Linked DNA regions of Mus musculus: regions 1 and 3 are each linked to region 2. A link is a contact called in public HiChIP or PLAC-seq data. All regions are on one chromosome and are shown on one strand. The core of a region is the stretch at or near the end of the contact, and the rest is flanking DNA. Distances in the headings are between cores, read along the strand shown.

Evidence for each region. HiChIP or PLAC-seq counts read pairs in DNA pulled down with a chosen protein or histone mark.
Region 1: a contact with region 2 is called in an SMC1A HiChIP or PLAC-seq map of large pre-B cells, with 11 times the contacts expected there. The contact joins two enhancer-like sites. A contact is called at or near these places in 2 of 15 datasets of contacts at CTCF or cohesin (large pre-B cells and pro-B cells) and 1 of 115 datasets of contacts at active chromatin or transcription factors (large pre-B cells).
Region 3: a contact with region 2 is called in an H3K27ac HiChIP or PLAC-seq map of large pre-B cells, with 8 times the contacts expected there. The contact joins two enhancer-like sites. A contact is called at or near these places in 2 of 15 datasets of contacts at CTCF or cohesin (large pre-B cells and stem cell-derived epiblast-like cells) and 1 of 115 datasets of contacts at active chromatin or transcription factors (large pre-B cells).

What each region holds. Positions count from the first base shown.
Region 1 is chr12:114,376,872-114,381,539 of GRCm38.p6, forward strand. It overlaps Igh. Among named protein-coding and RNA genes, the nearest start is that of Mir7094-1, 90 kb to the right of the region's middle. Within about 2 kb of position 2,465, at least 99 of the 459 cell types and tissues checked have an H3K27ac peak or open chromatin away from gene starts, as enhancers often do. A contact at or near this core is called in pro-B cells, where this site is marked.
Region 2 is chr12:113,219,681-113,223,900 of GRCm38.p6, forward strand. No RefSeq gene overlaps it. Among named protein-coding and RNA genes, the nearest start is that of Gm25622, 7.6 kb to the left of the region's middle. Within about 2 kb of position 2,546, at least 76 of the 459 cell types and tissues checked have an H3K27ac peak or open chromatin away from gene starts, as enhancers often do. A contact at or near this core is called in pro-B cells, where this site is marked.
Region 3 is chr12:114,337,564-114,341,837 of GRCm38.p6, forward strand. It overlaps Igh. Among named protein-coding and RNA genes, the nearest start is that of Mir7094-1, 130 kb to the right of the region's middle. Within about 2 kb of position 2,663, at least 3 of the 459 cell types and tissues checked have an H3K27ac peak or open chromatin away from gene starts, as enhancers often do.

The sequences.
Region 1 (4,668 bases), core at 1,215-3,714, 1.2 Mb after region 2:
AGTAAAGAACATCTCTCCATGGCCTCTGCATCAGCTCCTGCTTCCTGACCTGTTTGGGTTCCAGTCCTGACTTCCTTTGGTGATGAACAGCAATGTGGAAGAGTAAGCTGAATAAAACCTTTCCTCCCCAACTTGCTTCTTGGTCATGATGTTTGTGCAGGAATAGAAACCCTAAGACAGTGACTGAAAGGGCTTTAGCAGACCAGGCCCTGACTCTCATGCAGCTGCATTTGGGACAGGACACCTGAGAACAAGGAACTGCAGTGAGTCAGGAGCTCAAAAGCAGCACACCTAGGGTTTCCACTGTGTCCCTAAGGAACTCACAACTGGGAACCTTCAACAGGAAAACAAGGATACACAAGTATTTCATATTTGGGGGATGAATTCACTGCCTCTCACAAAATATTTTCTAAGGTGTAAAGGCTCTGAATTTAAGCAGGTGTTATGCTTCTGGTGGCAGTCCTATGAATTTGAATTTGAATTTGAATGTGGGATGTTCCTGTAAGTAAATATATGAGTGAGTTGTAGATTCCACCTTGACTTCCCATGGGAATAAATTGCAAAGAAGCTAAGAGTAGTTAAATATTGTGCCCCAAATCAAAGCAAGCTATCCATGAACAGCACTTGGACCAAGGAATCTAAACCTTAAGCCTGCATTTCCTATTTTTTAATCTCTTTTGCCTCTTGTTATTGATAAGGCCAGTGCCTAATTCCAGGCAGTGAAGTAGGCACCACTCAGACCAGGGAATCCAGACCTTGACTCAGCATTTTCTGGCTTTTTTTGTTTGTTTGTTTTTTGTTTCTGATGACACGAAGGATCTTCCTTTTCACCCAAGTGCTTTATATATGTGAGTAATGTGGAACTTGATAGTCAATGTCAGCATCTTTCTCAATTGGCACATTAACTTATTTTGTGTATGTATGGTATATACATGTGTGGCTGCGCATATGTGTGTGTTTGTATGCACACACAACATGCACACACAACATGGTTGTAGGCCAGAGGTTTAAGTTGAGGGTCATTTTCCTTTTTATTTTTAATTTTTCAACATTTTTATTTAGTGTGTTGGAACAAGCAAGCTTCTGCCACATGCACATACGATTAGATGTCAACTCGTGGCAGCTGATTCTCTTCTTCCATTACATGGAACCTAGAGATTAAACTCAGAGGCCTAAGGCCTGGTGACAGGTGCCTTCTCAGGTAGTTTGGCTGGCCAGTACACCCCAGAGACTCTCGTCTCTGCCTCCCTGATGCTGAGAATACAGGTACTGTGCGTGTCCAGCTTTTTGTGAGGCTTTGGAGACTCAGCTCTGGTTCTCATGCTTGCAAAGCAAGCACTTTGGGTTTTTTGTTTGTTTGTTTGTTTGTTTGTTTGTTTTTTGAGACAGGGTTTCTCTGTGCAGCCCTGGCTGTCCTGGAACTCACTCTGTAGACCAGGCTGGCCTGGAACTCAGAAATCCGGCTGCCTCTGCCTCCCGAGTGCTGGGATTAAAGGCGTGTGCCACCACGCCCGGCTCAAAGCAAGCACTTTCTGACTAAATTATCTTCCCATCCCCTCGCTGATTTGTTACATGTCTTACAGCCTGTTTAGTTACTTCATACCTAGTCTTACATAGAGAGTCTACTTACTAGCCATTATTTATAGCAACAAGAAACCTTAAAACACTTAACAATTGTTACACAGTAAGTCTTCACAGTGGTTCTCAACCTAGGGCCACCCCCTTGGCAGCCCTCTGTTTCCTCAAATATTTACATTATGGTTTATAACAGAAGCAAAATTAGTTATGAAGTAGCAACACAATCTTATGGTTGGAGGTCATCACAACATGAACCAGTGCCAGTCACCCAGGCCAACACCCAGCCGCACCAGCCCAGCCCAAACCGTTGCCACTGGTCAAGTCCAGCCCAGAGCACGGACACTTGAGTCACTGGTGGTCAGCCGGGTGACCTTGGCTCCTGCGTGGGCCAGTGTTCCCGGGGCTTTGCAGCAGCACCGCCAGCCCTGCTCTGTGAACGCGGGCTCGTGCGCGCTCACTGCCCCGCCAGCCCACAGTGCCGGTCCGTGGGCTGTGTTCTCTTAGGGTGCGCTCGGGCCAGTCCTGCCTCCCCTAGTTTTCGCTTTCGCTTTTGCTTTTAATAGTTTCTCCGAAGAGAAACAAAGCGGCGGCCACGATGGTCGACTGCCACAACGGGTGATGGTGTCGGAGGTGAGGGGAGAGGAGAACGGCCGCCTGGACCCCGGGCCCACAAGAGAGGTAAGCGCAGCCCCGGCCGCTCGCGGGCTCCTCCTTGCGGTGCTGGTGCCAAGCTCTGGATCCACGCGGGTTACAGGGACGCCTGGCGTGGGGCCAGGAGAGCCTTAAGCGTGGCAGGGCTGGGGTCCGAGTGGCTCAGAACCACAAGACCAGGCAGGAGGATCTGGGAAGCCTGGAACTAGCGCGCTGAGGATATTGCAGTCCTGGGTCCAGTGATGGGTTGGCCACCTGAGTGAGCTTCTTTTTTAGCGTGTGCACACATCTTCCTCTGTCCCTCTCCTCCTCTCCTTTCTTCTGTCTGTCCCTCTCCCACACTCTCATCCCCCATTTCCTCTTCTCTCCCCATTTCTGTAAAAATCCTTCTGATCCCATGTTGCCTTTTGCAGCCCCCCTCCATATGCACTCTTTCATGGGAGTATGCATCTAATCTCTCTGAGATCTCAGCTCTCTCTTGTTCAGTTAGACTCATAGGGCCTTGACATTCAAGGGTGAAATGTGCATACTGGGTTGGTCTGAGGCCAGAGTGGTTATCTGTATTCACAGTAAATAAGTGTATCAAATTTTACTCTTCATACAAGTTGTTTCAGTTTTTATTGACCTTATAAGAGGCACCAGTTGGCTGTTAATGCTAATATTCCTGCTGGAAAATAGCAGTGAATCAAGTATTTGTCTAGTAGTGTAAAGTACAGAGATACCTGTTCCACTTGAAGACATCACCCACCATCAACCCCTAACTCTCCCTACAATACTGGCTGATCTTTACACAGTACAGTACTCTGAACTTTTCATGTTTTTGAGCTATGACATAGTAATACACTTTACAGTGCACCATTTTAGCCAGAGTGTCAATAATATCCACTGAGTACACGATAATCACACATTATCTGTGAGTAGAGATTTAATCATATCAACAGTATTAGGATAATGTAAACAAGGAGCACAGTGTAGAGCATGAGAGTAGTCAGAGATGTCACCCTTTCTTAATCTGTTCATTCCATGCTATAAGGATTCCATACTGGCCAAGAAAACGTCTTAACTAGCTCCAGTTCAACTTTTTTTTTTATGTATTCTGGTAGACATATTTACATATCCTAAACAAGTCTTGTAGATCCATTGAGCATAGGGTCACAGAATGGGGAAGCAAATCTTTGACTGATTGGATTCTCAGGGTGGTGTAGAGAGTTACTACTATAGTTACCACTCCTTTATTCCTATCATATTAATTTTGGATAATATGATTATTATGTGTAGCATTCTGGTTCAGAGCATAGGCAATCTGTCACAAGCTTTGGTACAGCTAAGTTACTGTCATTTAGGCAGCACCATAGCCATGTTTTTAAATAATGAACCACCTGTGTCTCTACACTAGCATATGTTTCTGAACTCTTAAGTTCATAAAACAGCCCATAATTTTAGAAGAAATATTTTTACATTCATTTCCATTCATATGGGATCTGTATTTTGATATCATTCAAAGGATAGAAGTAGTTTCTTTTCTCCCTTTCTTTCTTTCTTTCTCTTTCTTTCTTTCTTTCTTTCTTTCTTTCTTTCTTTCTTTCTTTCTTTCTTTCTTTCTTTCTTCCTTTCTTTCTTCCTTCCTTCCTTCCTTCCTTCCTTCCTTCCTTCCTTCCTTCCTTCCTTCCTTCCTTTCTCTTTCTTTCTTTCTTTCTTTCTTTCTTTCTTTCTTTCTTTCTTTCTTTCTTTCTTTCTTTCTTTCTTTCTTTCTTTCTTTCTTTTCTGAGACAGGGTTTCTCTGTGTAGCCTTGGCTGTCCTGGAACTCACTTTGTAGACCAGGCTGGCCTTGAACTCAGAAATCTGCTTGCCTCTACCTCCCAAGTGCTGGGATTAAAGGCATGTGCCACCACGCCCGGGTAGAAGTAGTTTCTTATTTTTAAAAAAAGATATGTGTGACTCAGGGTCCTTGAGACAGATAGCCATCAAGGAAGAATCTTTGTGCTGTAAGATTCAGTTATATTTTGAGAGTAATAATATGGAACTACAGGAAATTTTTCAATCAGACCTAGACAGAGTTTCCAAGAGTTTCTGAAACATATGCTAATATTATCAAAACCCTGGTTATGAATGTGACCTCATGGCAGAATCAACAAAGGTAGGCAAATACTAAGTCTACTATGCCCATGTTACAATTTGACTTGTCAGTCTTATATATAAACTGAGAATATTCCTAAGAGGATGATTGCATAGATAGTATGCAACAGAAATGACCTGGTGCAATGGGAATGAGCCCATCACTATCAGTGAGAAAACACAAGTCTTTCCTCAAATAGATGAAGTATTAGTTTATTCTGGCTATCTGCTGAGTCTCAGAAAGGTACTCTGAATATATGTTAACTGTTGTATATAGCTTTGGGTTCTTGTGGGACTCCTGACAGTTGGAGGTGTTTCTGACT
Region 2 (4,220 bases), core at 1,296-3,795:
AGAAAAGGAATAAGAGAAAACAAAACAGATAGATTGCCATGAGAACTATGGCTCAATAATTTTTCTCCGGCAAAGAGTTCCATAGTTGGTTCCAGGAAGTCTTCCCCTTTTGAGGTCGATCGCCACAGTCTGTGGAACTTGTCACACAGATCCAACTGGGGGTGGTGTGGCACCAGAGAATCCTGGCCAATAGCGAGACTGTAACACCATCACACAATCTCTATTTCTACCAGTGTTGGCCTCTTACACACACAGCGGCATATATACATGCTCTCTGAGTACGTGTTTGTCACTTGTGCCTGAGAGTCTACCCGGCTGGGTGGGGCCAATTCTTTGAACTTGGCTTAGCAGAGGTTGCAGTGGTGCATCTAGCCACCAGGGGGCACATGAGCTCTGCACTGTGCATTGTGGTCCTTAGTTGACCTGCCAATGTGATCTGACTCCACTGTTCCAGGGCAGGGACTGACCACACTCCCTCAGTGTCAGACAGTGGGTATCCCACCATGCCTTAGAAACTCAAAGCCCACAGGGAAGTGTAGGTGGGGTTGGCTGGAGACACTGGCCCTCAGAATTCCTTAATTCTGTCAAATTTCACGAACATCTCTTCACTTCAGTCATAAATTCTCTTAGTGTGGGGTGTGGCTGTGTGTCCACATGGGATGTGGAGTCTAGGCTGCTGAGGAGCCTGGCTTGGGCCTTGGAACCTGCTGCCAGTAACTGTGCACACACATGGCATGCACAGAGCCTGGGCATTACCATGAGGTGGACATGAGCCTGGGTGGGTAAGCCTGCACCCCTACCTTCACTACCAAGTGCAGCCTTAGACACATGGGACACATGCCCTTCCCCATCGTAACTGTATGACTAGTCAGAGCATGCGCTGTCTCCCACACTAGAGGAAGAGCTACTGACCCCACCTGCCTTGAGAAAACAGCCCTTCCCCAACCTGCTCTAAGAGCTCTAAGGAGAGTTTCGAGTAGGCAGTAAGTGCAATTCTACCAGAGGCCACATGAGGCCAGTAGAGTCTTGCTCTTGCAGGCCTCAGGCCCATGCTGGTTAGAACAGGGCTGGGAGGAACTTTGTAGTCATAGTAGACTCTGTGGAGCTCTGAGCTCAGAGCCCCTCCTGGTGACTGCAATTTGGTCAGTCAGAGAATCCCGGTCAACAGTGAGACTTTAACACCATCACATGACCTCTGGATTTCTACCAATGTTGTTTTCTCTCCACGCCCGACTCATTTGTGATGTGAACAGTGCTGGAGCCTCAGCGGGGAGGAGGATTAGAGACATAAATGTCTAAACACACACACACACACACACACACACACACACACACACACACACACACACACACACACTGGAGGGTCAGAGATGTCTAGTTGGGCCTTCGTCTCTTCTGTTATTTGGCGACTCCATTTAGATTTCTTTCACATATGTATATATATATATTTTAAAAAAATTATTTACTTATTATATGTAAGTACACTGTAGCTGTCTTCTGACACTCCAGAAGAGGGAGTCAGATCTCATTACGGATGGTTGTGAGCCACCATGTGGTTGCTGGGATTTGAACTCAGGATCTTTGGAAGAGCAGTCAGTGCTCTTAACCACTGTGCCATCTCTCCAGCCCCCTATATGTATATATTTTAAGAAGCTTCTATCGTAGTAGTTTTCTGTAGGTGCCAGGTTTTGAACTTGGCTTGGCACAGCATGCAGTGGTGCATCTGTCCACCAGGGGGCACCTGAGCACTACGCTGTGGTCATTGTGGAGACGCCACAGGTGTATCTCAGGTGCTTAGGCAACCAGCTAGTGTGACAGCCCTGACCAGTCTCACGACTGGCCTAACCGTGCTTCCTCAGTGCCAGACACCAGATTGCAAAGTATCGTTAGGCCCTAGGAACCCAACAGGTATTAGGGACAGTGCAGGTCGGGGGCGGGGCGGCTGGAGCTGGTGGCCCTGGGTACCCCCTAATTCTGTTGACACTTAGCCCTCTCCCCACCTACCTCAGTTATTAATTCTCTTTGTTTCCTGGCGTGTCCATGGATCTGTGTGGAATATGGGACTGTAGACTGCCCAGGAGCCCAGACTGGGGCTTATTTATTTATGTAATTTTTTATTTTTCCTGTTGCTGGTACATTGTGCACAAGATATGTACAGAGTCTTGGGGTAACCACGAGGAGAATATAAGCCTTCTCTCCCAAACTGCAGTACAAGCCTGAACTCTCAACTTGATCATCAAAACCCAGGCATGTACTCCTGGTCGCTTTAGCTCAGTGGTTCTCAATCTTCCTTACGTTGTGACCTTTTAATACAGCTCTTTATGTTGTCATCCCAACCGTAAAATTATTTTTTTTGCTACCTCATAACTGTAATTTGTTTACTGTTTCAAATCATCTGACTTTCAACTAGTGTGGAAAAGACATCGGACCCCTTAGCGGGGATCCTGACACACAGGTTGAGAACCAGTGCCTTAGTCCCTCTGCGCCTGCGTAAGAGGAGCTTCCTGTGGGCTGCAAAGATAATACCACCAATGGCCACATGGTGGCAGCAGAGATCTGCTCCTGGGGGCACCTTCTCCAGTCGCAGTTCCTGTTCCCCTGTCATACTATTTCCACCAGTGTCTACATTTATCATGGGTGATACATGAACTCCCTGGGACACAGATGTGTAAACATGGGGACACACACATGGACATTTGCGTGTGTACATACTCTGGGTCTGTTTTGTTACTGAAAGTACACCTGGTTGGGTAGAGCCAAGTATCTGAATCCGGCCTTCCGTGTGCAGTGACACACATGGTCACCAGGGGGCGCACGAGCCCTGTATTACACCACTCTGGAGCCCCAGCAGGCACACCTGGAGTTGAGGCATCACTGGTCCATCTGTGCCTTGACCAGCCCCAGGGCTAGGCCTGATCACATCCCCTGTGTGCCAGTCTTGATTGGCAGGGGTGGGGGCGGGGGTCCCAACAGACCCCAGGAAGCCAATAGCACAGAGGATGCTGGGACAATTACACAGGGGTCAGGAGGTGTGCTCCTGGGTCAGGAGTTTAAGTCTGCACTCTCAATACAGACTTATAATAAGGCACATGTCCCTACCCACCCTAAATAGGTGGGGTGTGTGCTTCCATCTAAAATAACTAGATAGGAATACATCCCTTTAGTCCATAGCTACACGGGGCAGGCCGCCCTTCACACCCTGACAAACCCTCCTTGCCCCCATCATCCCTAGGGAGAGCGTCTGCGTGGTGTGTGTGCAACGCTGGCTATGCTCACACGGGGGCAGCAGAGTTTGCTTGCTCAGTGCCAGCTCTGAGCTGCTGAGGCAGATGTAACCTGACTATAGTGCTCACTATGGAGACCAGGGCAGGCCTTTTCCACTTTTGCTGGACTGGGCAAAGGCTGTACCTTTGCTCTGAGCTGTGCAGGGCTGAACTTAGGCTTGTAGCTAGCACCCCACTGAGTTTAGTGCTCGGACAGGACACCAAGTGAGGTGTTGAGACAAGTCATGGGGAGTCCCCTTACCTACTTGCCTGGCTTGGGCAGCTCTGTGGGGTCTGAGAGGGTGGCGGGAAACAGAGCTGCCTCAGTTGTTGCCCTGGGAGGGGAGCCTGGTTTGCAGGCTACATGGGCATTCAGTAAGCAGTCTGGCTGGGAGGGTCAGGCCCCTCGTGAGATAAGGACACAGGTTCGAGGTGCTCAGGTCTGTGGGAGCCTTCAGAGACATGCTATATGATCCCCATCTGAGCTTGGAGATCAGCAAGGTGAACGCAGTAGGCTGCCTGTCCCATCTGGCTATGTTTCTGTTTGTTCCTCTAGAGAGGCACACATGCCTATAGCCCCGAGATTCCTTCTGACAACCCTAAGGCCACACTCCATCTGTTCGCAGCCATTCCCAACTACGCCTCCTGCACAGGTCCACTTATGAGCTATGTCTTATGCTGCCCAAGGTTATAAAACAGGCCACAGGCAAGCCAGCAGCTGCGCGTGTATCTTCAGACTCAACTCTACAGTGCTTTCCTCCACGGACTTGGTGTCCCTAGCTCTGAACCCATGACATTTCTGTAGAGAGGGTCTCCATGTAGCTGCATGGAAGTAAGATAGCCAAGGCAAGGCTAAGACCAAAGTGGCTCTGATAGAGCCAGCTCGGGGGCAGACCCTGGGACGCTCTCCTAAAGAGCCACTGGAAATGTGGGCCAACTCTTCACCCTTTCTCTGGA
Region 3 (4,274 bases), core at 1,413-3,912, 1.1 Mb after region 2:
TGACAAATACAGAGGTTGATGCTCTCAGCCAGTCATTGGACTGAACACAGGGTCCCCAATGTGGGAACTAGAGAAAGGACATAAGGTGCTTAAGGGGTTTGCAGCCCCATAGGAGGAATAACAATATGAACCAACCAGTACCCCCAAAGCTCCCAGAGACTAAACCACCAATGAAGTAGTACACATGGAGGGAACCATGCCTCCAGCCATATATGTAGCAGAGGATGACCTTGTTGGACATCAATGAGAGGAGGGGCCCTTGTCCCTGTGAAGGCTCGATGCCTCAGTGTAGGGGAATGCCAGGACAGGTAAGTGGGAGTGGGTGGGTTGATAAGCAGTGGGAGGAGAAATGGAATAGTGTTTTTGGTGGGAAACAAGGAGCAGGAATAACATTTGAAATGAAAATAAAGAAAATATTTAGTTTTTTAAAGTCACCCAGAAACTGCCTCACCTAGGGATCCATCTCATCTGCAGTCACCAAACCCAGACACTTTTGCTTATGCTAACAAGAGCTTGTTGACATGAACCTGGTATAGCTGTTATCTGAAAGGCTCTGCCAGAGCCTGACCAATATAGATATGGATGCTCACAGCCAATCATCTCACTGAGCATTGGGACACTAATGAACGAATTAGGCAAAGAACTGAAGCAGCTGAAGGGGTTTGCAACCCCATAAGAAGAATAACAGAAAACAACCAAACCACCAAGAACTCTCAGAGACTAAACAATCAACCAATGAGCACACATCGAGGGACCCATGGCTCCACCTGCATATATAGAAAAGAACTGCCTTATTTGGAAACAATGGGAGGGGAGGCCCTTGGTTATGTGGAGTGTCCATGCCCCAGCTTAGGAAAATCCTAGGGTGGTAAGGGAGATTCTATTTCTGAGTGGGTGAACCACTCTCTCTGATTGGAATGGGAGGGAAGCATGAGAGATGTGGGAGGGCCTATGGGACAGAGGGAGCAGGGGGAGAATGATAGTGATAGGAAGGAAGGAAGGAAGGAAGGAAGGAAGGAAAGAAAGAAAGAAAGAAAGAAAGAAAGAAAGAAAGGAAGAAAGAAAGAAAGAAAGAAAGAAAGAGAGAGAAAGACAGACAGACAAAGGAGGGAAGGATGGAAGAAGGAAGACAAAGAAAGGAGGTATGGAAGAAGGAAGGGAGGAAGGAAAGAAGGAGGGAACAAAGAAAAAGACAGACAGAGAAAGAAAGGAAAAAGGAGGGAAGGATGGAAGAAGGAAGGGAGGAAGGAAGGAAGGAAGGAAGGAAGGAAGGAAGGAGGGAACAAAGAAAAAGAGAAAGAACAAAAGGTCAGGAAACTGTCACACCTCTGCAACTTTACTTTCACTCATGTCTTCTCACACACCTCTTATCTTATCTTCTTATTAAAAAGCAACAAGGAAATTCCAATTCCATGTTGAGTGATCTGCCAGATTAGAGGATCAACGTTCTTTTGCTTATCATGTAGTAAATAAAAAATTACTTGAGTGACATTCTGTTAAATGAGTTCAGGAATGGAAGCTTTAAAGGGAGGAATCACTAGTGCAGATAGCAAAGATAAAATGAAGGAGTCAGCACAATGAGAACATTAAAATAACTTTTTAGTGAAATTTTGTAAGAATTTTTCTGATTTTGGTCCATAGTCCCTTTCTGCTTACCTTACTTTCTTCAAAGAAAATCATGCTATGTTTATAGATTTTGGAGATTTAATAGAAATCTAAATGATATTAAATGCATATATTGATGATTTGTTTGAGGTTATATTCCACCGTGTAGCATACTAGTCTTATATTTAATTAAAATAATTATGTAGCTACATTTTATTAATAGTAAATCAATTTATAAATCCATGAATGCATATATATGATTGCATAATACATTTCATGTCATATGTATTATATATGATATACAATGAACAATTATTATGTGTTATATATGATGTATGATATATGATTAATATGGGTGATCATATGATATGTGCTATGTGATATAGATATGAGATATATGCAATATTGATATGCAATATATGATATATGATACATTAACTATATGTCTATACACATATGCATATATATGTGTATATACACACACATATATGTATACTCACACACACACACACACACACACACACATATATATATATATATGTATATATATATATGTATGGGAGAGAGATATGATATGTCTTTTTTATGGGATGTGTTTGAGGTAACAAGGTAACATCCAACCGTAAGAATCGAGTTACTATGTAATGTCCTCCAAGGAAGCAATCATACTTTGTGTATGATCACAGGGGTTTGGAGGAGTCTTCAGCCTGAATCTAGGTACAAGTTATTATGCACTTTCCCTTCATTCTCCAGTCCACCTGAGGATATGAGATGTCCATAGTGGTTGTGAGTTAATCTTTATACCAAAACAGTAGAAATATCTGCCCAAGCTTCCCTAAGAGATGATTGTTGCTTCTTAGTTTTTCAGTTGAGGAATTTATTCCATCACGAGAGCAGCTGTGTTTGTGGTAACAAAACAGTCATAGATTGAGGCATTCCCAGGAGAGTGACTTAAGTTCAAGAGTAAAACAATAGAGATCCATAGTCACATCTGCTTAGGGTCTTTCAGGGGAAGCATTATACCTCATTAAGAAATGTTCCCTTGAGGGTTTCATTCCGTTAAGTAGGTTGCATCCTGTATAGTAAGAGGAGGAAATCCTAATGGAGTCTGGAACCTCCCTTGGTGGATAAGTCTGCACCCGCTCTTCAAATCTCTGTTTGTGTGAGTGTGCTGTGCACATCACCTACTGACCTTCATTCTTCCTGCAGGAGGGCTACTCTTCTCTGGAGCTCTTCTTCTAATATACATCTCCAGAGTCTGGTTGTTATATTTCTTATCCAGATACAGACTTTGAGCTTCCTCTATGTTGGTTTCCTTGGGCTTTGGCACCCTGAATATATGGTGATACAGTAAGCATAGTGGCATTCTGTCTATAGAAATGGAGGAGACAATTGAATACAAATTTGCATATAATCTGACCTTCTCTCCCAGTAATAATTCCAAATCCTAAAACAACAGCTTCACCAGTGTTATGGTTTGAATATGCTTAACCCAGGGAGTGGAGCTATTCGGTGTGTAGTTTGTGGTACCAACATCTTGATTCTCCAACCTACTCTAACCTCTGCTATGGAGCATGCCCAGCAATAGCTCCTAAAAGTGAAACCAGGAGCTGTACATAAGAGTCTCTGAGAGTGTTTATGCCTCACCAGACTAACCTTAGTTCTACAAACTGCAACACATAAAGGAAACTTGCAAACACAGAGAATCCTATCAGCAAACTCACGTAGAAGCTCACTACGTGTCTTGTTCATGTCTGCCTATATACCTAGTTTCTCTGATTTTTCATAAATTACCTTTATAAGCAGCAACAAAGAAACCAAAATCGCTCTCAAATTCCTGCTGTGGTCTGTATTTAGTGCTGATCACTGAATATGAAGACCTGGAAATTCAGGGCTTATCTGCTTGCTTGAGTTTCAGGGTCAGGGCATGGCTGTCTTTTCTGAGAAGAGAGAGATCTTATTTGCATCTCTTCTTGCTAAATAGCAACTTCTGAGGGTGGAGCTCAGAGAGGACATGTCCTGAACTGGAAATGTGATGGGGAGTCTGGCAATAAGGATAAAGCTTGAATATCTTTTTATCACACAACAATGTGTGAAAGCTTCCATTTAGAATAATTAAGAAAGTAAAAACTGAAACAAATTTTACCACTGAAGATGACATGAATGTATAGACTGTATCGACACAATGATTTCATAACAATTATAATTATACCTATATTTCTATGAGGGAATATTAATTATGCTAAAATAAATCAAGAAATAAATGCTATTTTCAGTTGTTAGAAAATAAATAATAAATTGTGCTCTTGTTGGCCTGCTTTTATTTGAAGGAAAATGGATGAGTAGTGGATATGTTGTAGAGTGGAGGGGGTAGAGTATGGAAGAGAAGGGAAATTGTGTTTGAGATGTTTGATATGAAAGAACAATTTGTTTTCATTAAAAAAACCATAAAATCAGCCCAAGATTTAAAAATTAGTAAAAGAAAATTAAATATGAGAATTCAAATTAACCTGGAAAACAGAGAGTAAAATGTATAAAATTTTGTGAAAAGAATTAAAATATGCAATGCTGGAAGGAAATACTTTGTTAAGAAGTTAGACAATATTTTTAACTTTAGATGCTATGTAAACATGGTGACATGTTCATCATATTTTTATTATAAGCCCTAG